Linked DNA regions of Mus musculus: all the other regions are linked to region 3. Evidence: chromatin contacts called from public Hi-C and HiChIP or PLAC-seq data. All regions are on one chromosome and are shown on one strand. Each heading gives the region's core, a stretch centred on a gene start, on an enhancer-like site or on the middle of the called end of the contact. The rest is flanking DNA. Distances are from core to core; before and after follow the strand shown. Region 1 overlaps Gfpt1 (glutamine fructose-6-phosphate transaminase 1). Region 2 holds the start of Cnbp (cellular nucleic acid binding protein). Region 3 holds the start of Arhgap25 (Rho GTPase activating protein 25).

Region 1 (3,134 bases), core at 421-2,920, 460 kb before region 3:
ACTTTGTAGACCAGGATGGCCTGGGAATCACATCCCCTTGCCTCTGTAGGCGAGGGCCACCACACCAATCATTTATTGAATGTGTGAAATATCTGGTTACCAGCTTCACATGTCAGCAAGCTGTGCTTTTCCAGAGATCCTCTCCCCAAACACTTCTTGGTCTGAGAAGGCGGCATTTCATAAGCGTGAAGAGAGAGTAAGTTAAAGACGCTAGTGAGAGCTTAAGGAAGGTGTGGATGAGGTCAACTCTGTAACGTCCATTTGTGACCAGGTTTCCTACTCAGAAGAAAGCATTTGATTCCTGCTGCATTCAGCTCTGATCCTCAATTTGAGTATAAAATATTGCTATGTTAGAATTCTCTGAATCATTTGTCTTCTCTAAGGGAGAGATTTCATAAGGGATCTATGTGCCAAAATTAATGAAAGCACGTAAGAAATCTCTTGTGAGTAGCCTATGAAATAGTGCTGTTTATTCTACTCATCCTAGACTGAATGTTTACTTTCATGATATAGTCAAGAGCGAGTGACAGGCACATGTCTTCTTTCAGTGTGTCTGTACCCGATTAGTAACAACTGCCTACGCTCAAGTTGGTCTGAAACCAGCACGCTTTCCAGAGTTTAACTGCCTCGTGGGCTTTCGGGTCATAGAATGGCATTTGCAGCATAAATAGTTATCTTTTTAGGTTAGGATGAAAATATTTAACTATTTGTAAAGTATTTCTCATCAACACATTAGTATGAGATACTTTTGGGTTACATTATTTTTAAATATCTGGTAGGTTGTTAGGTTTGTTTGTTTGAAGATAAATGCCAATATAATGCATTTGTAATCTAGGGGGAAATTTTTTTATTTTCATTTATTTGAAGGAAGACATCTAGCTTGCTAGTGTCAGTAACTGACTTAGAAATAGTTACAAATAAATTAGACCAACAGAAAAGTAATTAAAAATTGGAACATTTAATTTTCAAATACTTGGCATTTATGTTGCTGTCATATTGCTTAAAAACTACTAAACTAGAATCATTGTGGGACCAAACACAGAAGAACAATTCTGTTTGTGGGCAAGCAAAAGTGTAAGAGCTGTGGAATACAGACAACTTTGCAGGGGTTTTTGGTTTAAATTTCCCCCTTTCTCTCTCTCTCTTTCTTCCCTCCCACTCTTAACTCTCTTTTGCTGTGTGTGTGTGTGTGTTCCCCCTTTCTCTCTCTCTCTCTTTCTTCCCTCCCACTCTTAACTCTCTTTTGCTGTGTGTGTGTGTGTGTGTGTGTGTGTGTGTGTGTGTGTGTGTGTGTGTGTGTGTGAGCGTGTAGGGTTCCTTGGAGCTGGAGAATGCATGGTTGTGAGCCCTCAGTCACAGGTGTTGGGAGACAAACTCAGTCCTCTGCAGCTGCTCTCTTGCTCCAGCCTTTGTGGTTTTGTTGCTGTAGAGGAGGAATGTGCTATAAAGGAGGGGGCTAGTGACAGGCAGGGCAGGGCTGGCTGGCCTGAGGAACAGGTGAAAGGCTGCTGCTGACAGGAAGAAAATGTCTGTTATCAGCACTAAAGTTCCACCATGTGCCTGTACATCTGTAGGGCTGAAAAAAGACTGGTGCCTGAAGGTTTGCTTTCTGTTGTTTGTAATTTTCTGACCTTTAGAATAAAAGGAACTTAGTGAGAATGCGACTTAGTAAAAGGCTTGGGAATTCCCTTTGAACACAAGCGTGTTGCTTCCTCTTTCACACCATGCTCCATTGCTCCAAAGTTGACAACAAGGAGCTGCCCTAAACAGAACTTCTTAAATGTATTCACATTTTTGAAATAGTATTATTTATACATATAGTACATTTTTAAATTTCACTGAGTATGTACATTATTACAATTTAACTTTAATTTTATATGTTTAGAATTAGAGAATTAGTGATACACAAGTTGACTCAGAACAGTGCTTTTTCTGCTCAAATGTTTCATATTTGTGGATATATTTGCTTATAAGCATGTTTTCATAGAGCTTAGAATTATGGCTGACACCTGCAATCCCAGCACTCAGGAGGCTGGGACAGGCACTTACTGCAGATCTGAGGTCAGCTGGCTCTGTACTGAGTTCCAGATCAGTCTAGTGTTAAACAAAATAGAGCATCCACATTGGTAGTTTTTCTCAAAGAGTTGCACTGAAAGTTAGCAGTGCGTATCTCTTAGTAGTAGGGTGGTGAATGCATTAATTTTTTTCTTTAATTTGTGTTTCTTAGTGGTTTCCAAATGTATGCCTTGTTTTTCTGTGGCAGTGCTGTGGTGGGGCCTAGGGCCTTAAGTGAGCTAGGCCAGTGCTCACCACGGAGCTACCCTCTCGTCTGTGTGCTCACTTTGTAATTAGAAAAGTGGAGACCAAAGAAGTTCAGTGAAAAAGGATGTCCTAAGGCAGAGTGTGTTCTTTTCCCTGTAGACCCGTCAGGTCCTGGAGGAGCTGACCGAGCTGCCCGTGATGGTGGAGCTTGCCAGTGACTTCTTGGATAGAAACACTCCAGTCTTTCGAGATGATGTTTGCTTTTTCATTAGTCAATCAGGTGTGTTCATTTTAAACTTGAAGGGGAAAAAGTTATTTTAAGTCAAGTTTCCTAATAAGCCAACCCTATCTTTTAAACTGACACTTAGCAGGGTGTGGTGGCTCACACCTTTAATCCCAGGCAGGCAGATTTCTGAGTTTGAGGCCAGCCTGGTCTACAGAGTGAGTTCCAGGACAGCCAGGACTACACAGAGAAACCCTGTCTTGAAAAAAACAAAACAAAAAAAAACCAAAAAACCCAAAAAACCCTGACACTTAAACTGGCATTTCAGATGGCCTGGTAAATACCGATTGTCTTCGCTTGTACTAATACATTCTTTAAGACTTAGTAAAAATGAACATCTTTTTTTACATATAGCTTATAGAGTTTAATTTTCAGATAAGAAACAAAAACTGATCCTAGAAATCCTAGGTTTTGTTGTTGTTTGAGACAGGGTATCACTATGTAGCCTTGGCTGGCCTGAACTTAGCTAGGTAGACCAGGCTGGCTTCCAACTCAGTGATATGCCTGCCTCTTCAACCCAAGCCCTAGGATTTAAGGTGTGTGCCCCATGCCTGGCTATGTCTTATAAGTTTAATAAGAGCATGCCTTA
Region 2 (2,906 bases), core at 213-2,712, 320 kb after region 3:
GCAAATGGCTAACAAATTTGCAAATTTAAAATTAATCCATTGTCATAAGTCTCTCCAGAATTGGGTCAAGCAACAGGAAATGGTAATTTTTATCACATAAAACTACATCTGGGGGTAAATTGGGGATATAACTTAATTCCCTTTTACTTTAATGCAGTCAGATTGAGTGTCGTGGTTTCTTGTCTATTTTGTGTCTTCAAGAATATTGCAAAAACCTAACCAGCCGATTGCTGTGCAATGTCTCCTTTTCCAAGACCCCCACCCCCACCCCAGATGTAGTCACTTCCTCTGAAAGTGCCTGGTGGCCGAGGCCATGTGCTTGACATGTGGCAACAGGCAAAAGGCTTCACCTATAAAATCAACACCTAAACCCAAGTGAGAACGATTAAACCGTCCTAAAACAGGTTTTCACGGTAATGAAAAATCTAGATTGATCTTTGCCAACTCTACTTCCGAGGCTTTCTTGTAATTTATATCCATTTAATCCGAGAAATATTGGCAAGGACTTCTGCCACCCTGATGGCCTTAAAGGCCTGACAACCTACGGGTCCTATCCACCCGGTTCCCGCTCCATTAAAAAAAAAAAGGGGGGGGGGGGGTGAGGGACCTAAGACTTGACTCTCATCGATCCAGGGAAAGGTGGTTTCTTTTGACTAACGATGTCGAATAAGCTGCTTAAGAATACGAACTACAAGAAATCAGGAGTTTGAATAAAGGTCGCCAGTACAGAGAACCGAATCCAGACTCCCAAGCCTTACAGCGGCGTGCGCGGGCTTCGTCACAGGCCAGGTCCTGAGGCCCCGCAGCCGCTGGCACATGGCCCGCCAGGCCTCCACCGGGCGCTCGGCCTGGGGACCTCCACCTCGACCAGGCTCTCGCCCCCGCCACACCGCCCCGTTCCAGGAGTTCCCGCCACACTGGCCCTCGGCGCTAGGCCCGCGCGCGACTCTCCTCGCCTCGGCCCCAAGGGCGCCGGGCCTCGTCGCCACACGGATGAGGCCTGCGTGGCCCTCGGGGCCAAGAGAGGGCCCCACGCTCCAGCCCTAGTGCCAGCGCCGCAGGACGGACAGGACGCCCGCCACAGTACGGCGGGCCAGAAACTGGAGCCGAGACGCCGCTCGGGCCGAGCCCCGCGCCTGACGCAGCAGGGCGCAGGCCGAGGTGCGGCCGCCATCGCGCCTCGCAGTTCCGGCCCTCCGTCCGTCTCGGCCGCACCAACCCCGCCACCTCCGTTGCGCAGGCTACACCCTCGCCTCTCACCTTCGGCGTCTGAGCTGCCCACAGCGGAGGAGACTCGGACGAAGAACCAAGAAGGCGACTCGCAAAGCAGCGGCTGTTTATTTTCAGGGTCCTTGCCTGCGCCACACGCGGGTCTGCACACGGCCCCACACACGCCGCTGCGCACGGCTCTCCTCCGCCTCGCCCACGGATCCAATCAGCGCAGGAAGCCAGGCCAGCCAATCAGAATCGCCCGCTGGGAGCGCGGCCTCGCGCGAGGGCGGCAGGGGCGGGGCGGACTGCTCCACGCCCAGCCTCTTCCGGCCCGCAGCGCTCGCGGCCTTCCCGCCCGTACCTGGGTTCCGTGTCTACGATGAGTGGTTCGCTGCTTTCCTACTAGCAGTTCGTCCCTCGAACCTTTGCTGGTTCTCTCCAGCCTACGGGGCTGATCCGGGCAGTGGTCGCAGCTTGCGGGAGCCAATCTCCCCCTGCCCGGCCTCCCCTAAGCCTGGTGGGGCTCAGAAGCAGACCAGGTTCCAATACACACACACTTAGGTTTGGGGGAAGGTCTTAGTGGCCTGATCATAGAAGCGGCTGTGGCTACCGTTACGGTCCATGAGATGCGTTTGGGTTTTGTGTTTCCTGGGTATAAACCGACAGCGCGCTGCTAGTGCCCCTGGCTTGCAATAGCCCCAAATGAAAATGCCTAATGAGGTTGAAGATGGTGACAGGTGATTTGTGTCACAACACTTCTTGTGACCCATAATGAATGACATCCCTAGGATTTGTGGATGAGAGGAGGCCAAGAAAGTTATTGCCTGGGCTGCCCCATTCAGGAGTGACCGTCGTTTGCATTTCATGGTGTCTCCAAAATAGATTGTGTGTGTAGTCATAGGTCCTCAAAGCAGAAGATAAATTTTTCCTGTAAGTCCTGGGTTTGATTCCCTAGCGTTACCACACACCCTGAAGACAATTTCTATATAAACTAAAGCATTCTAGAACTCTGTCCCGTTTTAATGATTTTTTTAATACAAACATGAAGAATCTGGAAATCTCAAGTCTCTTGAGTTCTAAAAAGTACTAAAATTTGTCTAGATTTTAGTTTCCGCTAGCGACTTACTCTTTAAACTTACACATGGGCCTGCAGAAATGACTTAGAAGTTGAGAGCAGCCAGGCGTGGTGGTGCATACCTTTAGTCGCTTGCACTTGAGAAGTAGAGGCAGTAGGATCTCTTGTCAGTCCAAGTTCATCTAATCTACATAACAAGTCCCAGGTCAGCCATAGCTACATAGTAAGACCTTTGGGCTGTAGATATGGTTTAGAAGAGCATTTGTCTCGCACAAGACTCTAGATTCCATTTCAACAGAAGAACAAAATGTTCAACCATAGTCAGACCCAGTCTCAAAATAAGCAAAAAAAAACAAAAACAAAAAACAAAAAAAAAAAAAAAACACCAGCAACAACACATGCTGCTATTGAAGAGAACCAGAATTCAGTTCCCAACACCTATATCCTACTAACAACTACATATAACTCCAGGTCCAGAGGATCTAATGTCCTCTAACTTAGGAGGTGCACATAAATATACCCAGCCACATACACATAAATCTTTGTTGTTGTTCTCGTTGTTTGAGGCAGGGTCTCTACATGGCCCTGGCCATCCTGCAACTCACTACTCATAGACCAT
Region 3 (3,259 bases), core at 286-2,785:
TTTCAGTTTCATTTCAAAGCCCTTTTCTGACCTGCTTCCTATCTGTGAGCTTTTAGTGAACTACTTATTTTAACACACCAACCACCATGAACCATCTGGCCAAAACTTTCTTCTAAGCAAAATCCTTCCATGCTGTTTGCAAATACCTCAACACTGTAAAGCCTAAAATCAAGAAATTTATCTCACTGAGTAGATAGTCGTGTGTGTGTGTGTCTCTGTGTATGTGTGTGTGTGTGTGTGTGTGTGTGTGTGTGTGTGTGTGTGTGTGTGCTTCATCTGACTATGATCAATTTAAAACTAAAGTTTAATAACAGAAGAAATATCAGGTATTCAGGCCATGCCGATAATCTGAGCACTAAAGTAACTCTGTGAATCTAAGTTTCCATAGCAAGTTTCAGGCCAACTAGAGCTACAGAGCGAGAATTCATGGTGCAGGGGGTGGCAAGAAAACAAGACATCTATATAATAGCAAACAATAGATTTGACGAATATATATCACCATTGTTAGAGGAAAATGATATGAACACCTCGAATTATCCTTCATAACTAACTAAAGTCTATCTTTCCCAACTCTCCTGCGTTCTCCCACGTTCTGTTCCTTAGAATAGTGTTATTATACTTCAAAAGCCTCTATTCTCTCACCCTGTTCTCCTTGTCTACTTTTAACTATAGGTAGTCCCTCATTGGCCTCTGGGTTCACAAAAAATGTGACACTCCCTTGAATTCATCCACAGATGAATCACTTCAAAATACTCGAGTCTCTGTCCTCTTACTGAAAGCCATTCAACAGTTAGACGACGTGCCATGCCAGAAAGAACCGACTTTCCAATGACAGAAACAAAATCTCAGTTTTGTGTCCAATGCACAGCCGAAACCATCCAAGTTCCCTTGACCCACATAGTCCACCCCCAGAGAGAAGAGAACCCCCCCAACCCCAGCACACTAGAACTTCTCAGGACTCGTCCACCCGAATGCACATTTCTGCCAAGCTCAGTGTTGTTGTGTGGTGTGCTTTGGCCGACTGAGCTCCCACAACTCAGAATGCAAATAGTGGGTGCTCACGCATAAGAACCCCGAGGAAATACCTGGACCCCGACCTTACCTATTTTTGAAGCCTCCGCTTTCAAATTGAAATCCCAGTTCCTTGGCAGCTTGAGAGACATTTTGCTTCCGAGGTGGGTGAGTAGCTGGTCAAGTGGCTCACAGTGTGTCACAGGCTGTGCCCTTCTTGTTTCTCTGATCTTCACTTCGGTTCCTCTGCCTTCTCTGCCTGTTGCTTGCTTTGCAGGCACTCTTACGCTCCAGACCGATCTGCCCACGTGTCTCCTCCTTTCTCTCTCATGAACCGTCCATCCATCTGTCACTCGGGGATGGCACCCAAACTCCCCAAGTCCCACCCACAGTCCCCCAGGGGCTGGCACCCTGCTTTGCGTTCAGATTTACCAGAAATGTCCCAGTTGACACTGCCTCTTGGGAAGCAGAGCCCTGCTGGGCAGAATCTCAGGCCTTACTGAAGTGAAGTTGTGATAAACAACTGCTTTTTTTTTTCTTAACTGTCTGCTTCCTTGCGTTTTGAGGAAGTGGCTGGCTGTTCAGTGTTGTAGCGTTATGAGCACACTGTCTTCAGAAGATGTTATTTAGAAATCTTTGTAAAGCTAGTGCATGTTTGTGTTATAAGACTGTGGTTTTAATTAAATGGAAAGAGACTCCCAAGGCTCTCGCCATGTGCCTGGACTCCTGTGTTCGCCTCCTTGACTCCAGATTTTGGCGGCTAAAAGAGGCCAGGCAGGCAGCCAGCATTCTGCCCAAGAATGGGCAGCATCTTTAAAAATTCCTGCCGTGAAAGGACCACATAGTTCACACCTGCTTGGGTAGAAGGTTTCCAGCAGGTACTTTGATTCCAGCCAGGCAGAGCCACACAAAGGGTCACTGCTTCTCCCCCCTTGTGTATGCTGTGGCGTTTACAACCAGACCACCATGTGTAAAAAAATTCAGTTTTCCTCCCCTTTTAACAGACTCTTCCTGGGCCTCCACGACTTCTTCAGAGAAACAGGATCCTTAACAACTGTGGGGTAAGGAGTCGTTGCAGAAGCTGGTGGGACAGACTCTTGACACACAGCCAATACCCCACAAGCACTTATTTGACCTTCATTCTATCTAGCCCAGTCTGTGGCAGACTTTTACATCTTCAAATAGGTCACCTTGAGCTAGCGGTTGAGCTGATAGGTCCTCGAACCAGACTGCTGTGTTCAAATTCTCAGGCCGGTTGACTTTGGATGTGGCTCTTGAACCATTATTTTCTGTTTTGATTCCCTCATCTGTAAGTGTAGCACTTAACAGACTGATTTTGCAGGGCTGCTATGAGGTTTCTGCAGGCTCCAAGCCTTCCATGTAATCACCAAGCACACCGCACATGCCTGGGGCCTGGGCCATCTACCTCAGTTCTCCTGGATAACTGCTTTTCAACACCTCCCACGGGCTATGGACAGGTGACCCACCTTCCCGTTACCTGCTGCATGGACCACCTCACCTCTCCCCAGCTCAGCTCCATCTCCTCTTTCTATTTTCTCTTGGATCTTTCCAATCAATATTAGCACTACAATGTTTTTCATATCAAAAAAAATCTCTCTTGACACTACTTCCTCCTTTGGCTATAGACTATTTCTGAGAATTTTTTTTTTAAATTAAGGACTGTTGGACTTACTGTGATCGCTCCTCTTTTTCCTTCCTGGATTTCTCCCATTGAGGCTTTTGCCCCCAGGACCCCATAGAGTGGCTTCTCAAGACACCAACAGCTTTCCTGTCACTGAACCAGGTCTCCATCCTCACCTCTCAGCCTTATCAGCAATGGACAGAGGTGGCCGCTGCCAATTTGTAGAACTCTGTGAACCAGACTGGTTTTCTGCCTCTTTTCCTGGTACTCTATGTCCGGTTTCTCTCTTTATCCTTTCTCTCACTGTAAGTTGGGCTTACAGTGGGTGTAAAGATACATCTTTATCATCTTGATGATCATGGCTGCCCTAAGACTTTAGTTACACCACATAGATAATGGCCCACATATATAATGTATGGATGTTTCCAGACTAGACCACTTTTGAGTTCCAAGTTATGTACATCGTTGCTTTCATCTCTAAGAGGCATCACAGACTAATGTGAACACCTGGGGCCTGAGTGTGCTGACCCAGGGCGTGTCCTTCTCACTGAGAACTAAAGGACCACATGAACAATAAATATATCCCAAGCCTCTGTGCTCATCTTC

What was found. Hi-C and Micro-C count contacts between places; a contact is called where the count stands out from the background. HiChIP or PLAC-seq counts read pairs in DNA pulled down with a chosen protein or histone mark.
Region 1: an H3K4me3 HiChIP or PLAC-seq map of bone marrow-derived macrophages shows a contact between it and region 3, with 2.4 times the contacts expected there. The contact joins the enhancer-like site here to the promoter of Arhgap25 in region 3. A contact is called at or near these places in 5 of 39 promoter capture datasets (cranial neural crest, embryonic stem cells, frontonasal cranial neural crest and 2 more), 4 of 115 datasets of contacts at active chromatin or transcription factors (bone marrow-derived dendritic cells, bone marrow-derived macrophages and embryonic stem cells) and 1 of 9 other capture datasets (embryonic stem cells).
Region 2: a contact with region 3 is called in a Hi-C map of Th1 cells, with 3 times the contacts expected there. The contact joins the promoter of Cnbp here to the promoter of Arhgap25 in region 3. A contact is called at or near these places in 2 of 39 promoter capture datasets (fetal liver and pre-B cells), 4 of 484 Hi-C or Micro-C datasets (CD8 T cells, Th1 cells, memory CD8 T cells and 1 more), 2 of 115 datasets of contacts at active chromatin or transcription factors (the SCID.adh cell line and thymic regulatory T cells) and 1 of 9 other capture datasets (liver).

What each region holds. Positions count from the first base shown.
Region 1 is chr6:87,073,836-87,076,969 of GRCm38.p6, forward strand. Gfpt1 (glutamine fructose-6-phosphate transaminase 1) reads left to right here. Exons shown (of 19, transcript NM_013528.3): 13 at 2,422-2,542. Among named protein-coding and RNA genes, the nearest start is that of D6Ertd527e, 29 kb to the right of the region's middle. Within about 2 kb of position 1,671, at least 74 of the 459 cell types and tissues checked have an H3K27ac peak or open chromatin away from gene starts, as enhancers often do. A contact at or near this core is called in bone marrow-derived dendritic cells and bone marrow-derived macrophages, where this site is marked.
Region 2 is chr6:87,849,644-87,852,549 of GRCm38.p6, forward strand. Cnbp (cellular nucleic acid binding protein) reads right to left here and starts at 1,463. Exons shown (of 5, transcript NM_001347325.1): 1 at 1,261-1,463. Gm44064 (WAS/WASL-interacting protein family member 2) reads left to right here. Exons shown (of 2, transcript XM_030255689.1): 2 at 717-2,670. The coding sequence ends at 1,595.
Region 3 is chr6:87,531,724-87,534,982 of GRCm38.p6, forward strand. Arhgap25 (Rho GTPase activating protein 25) reads right to left here and starts at 1,536. Exons shown (of 11, transcript NM_001037727.2): 1 at 1,103-1,536. The coding sequence starts at 1,163.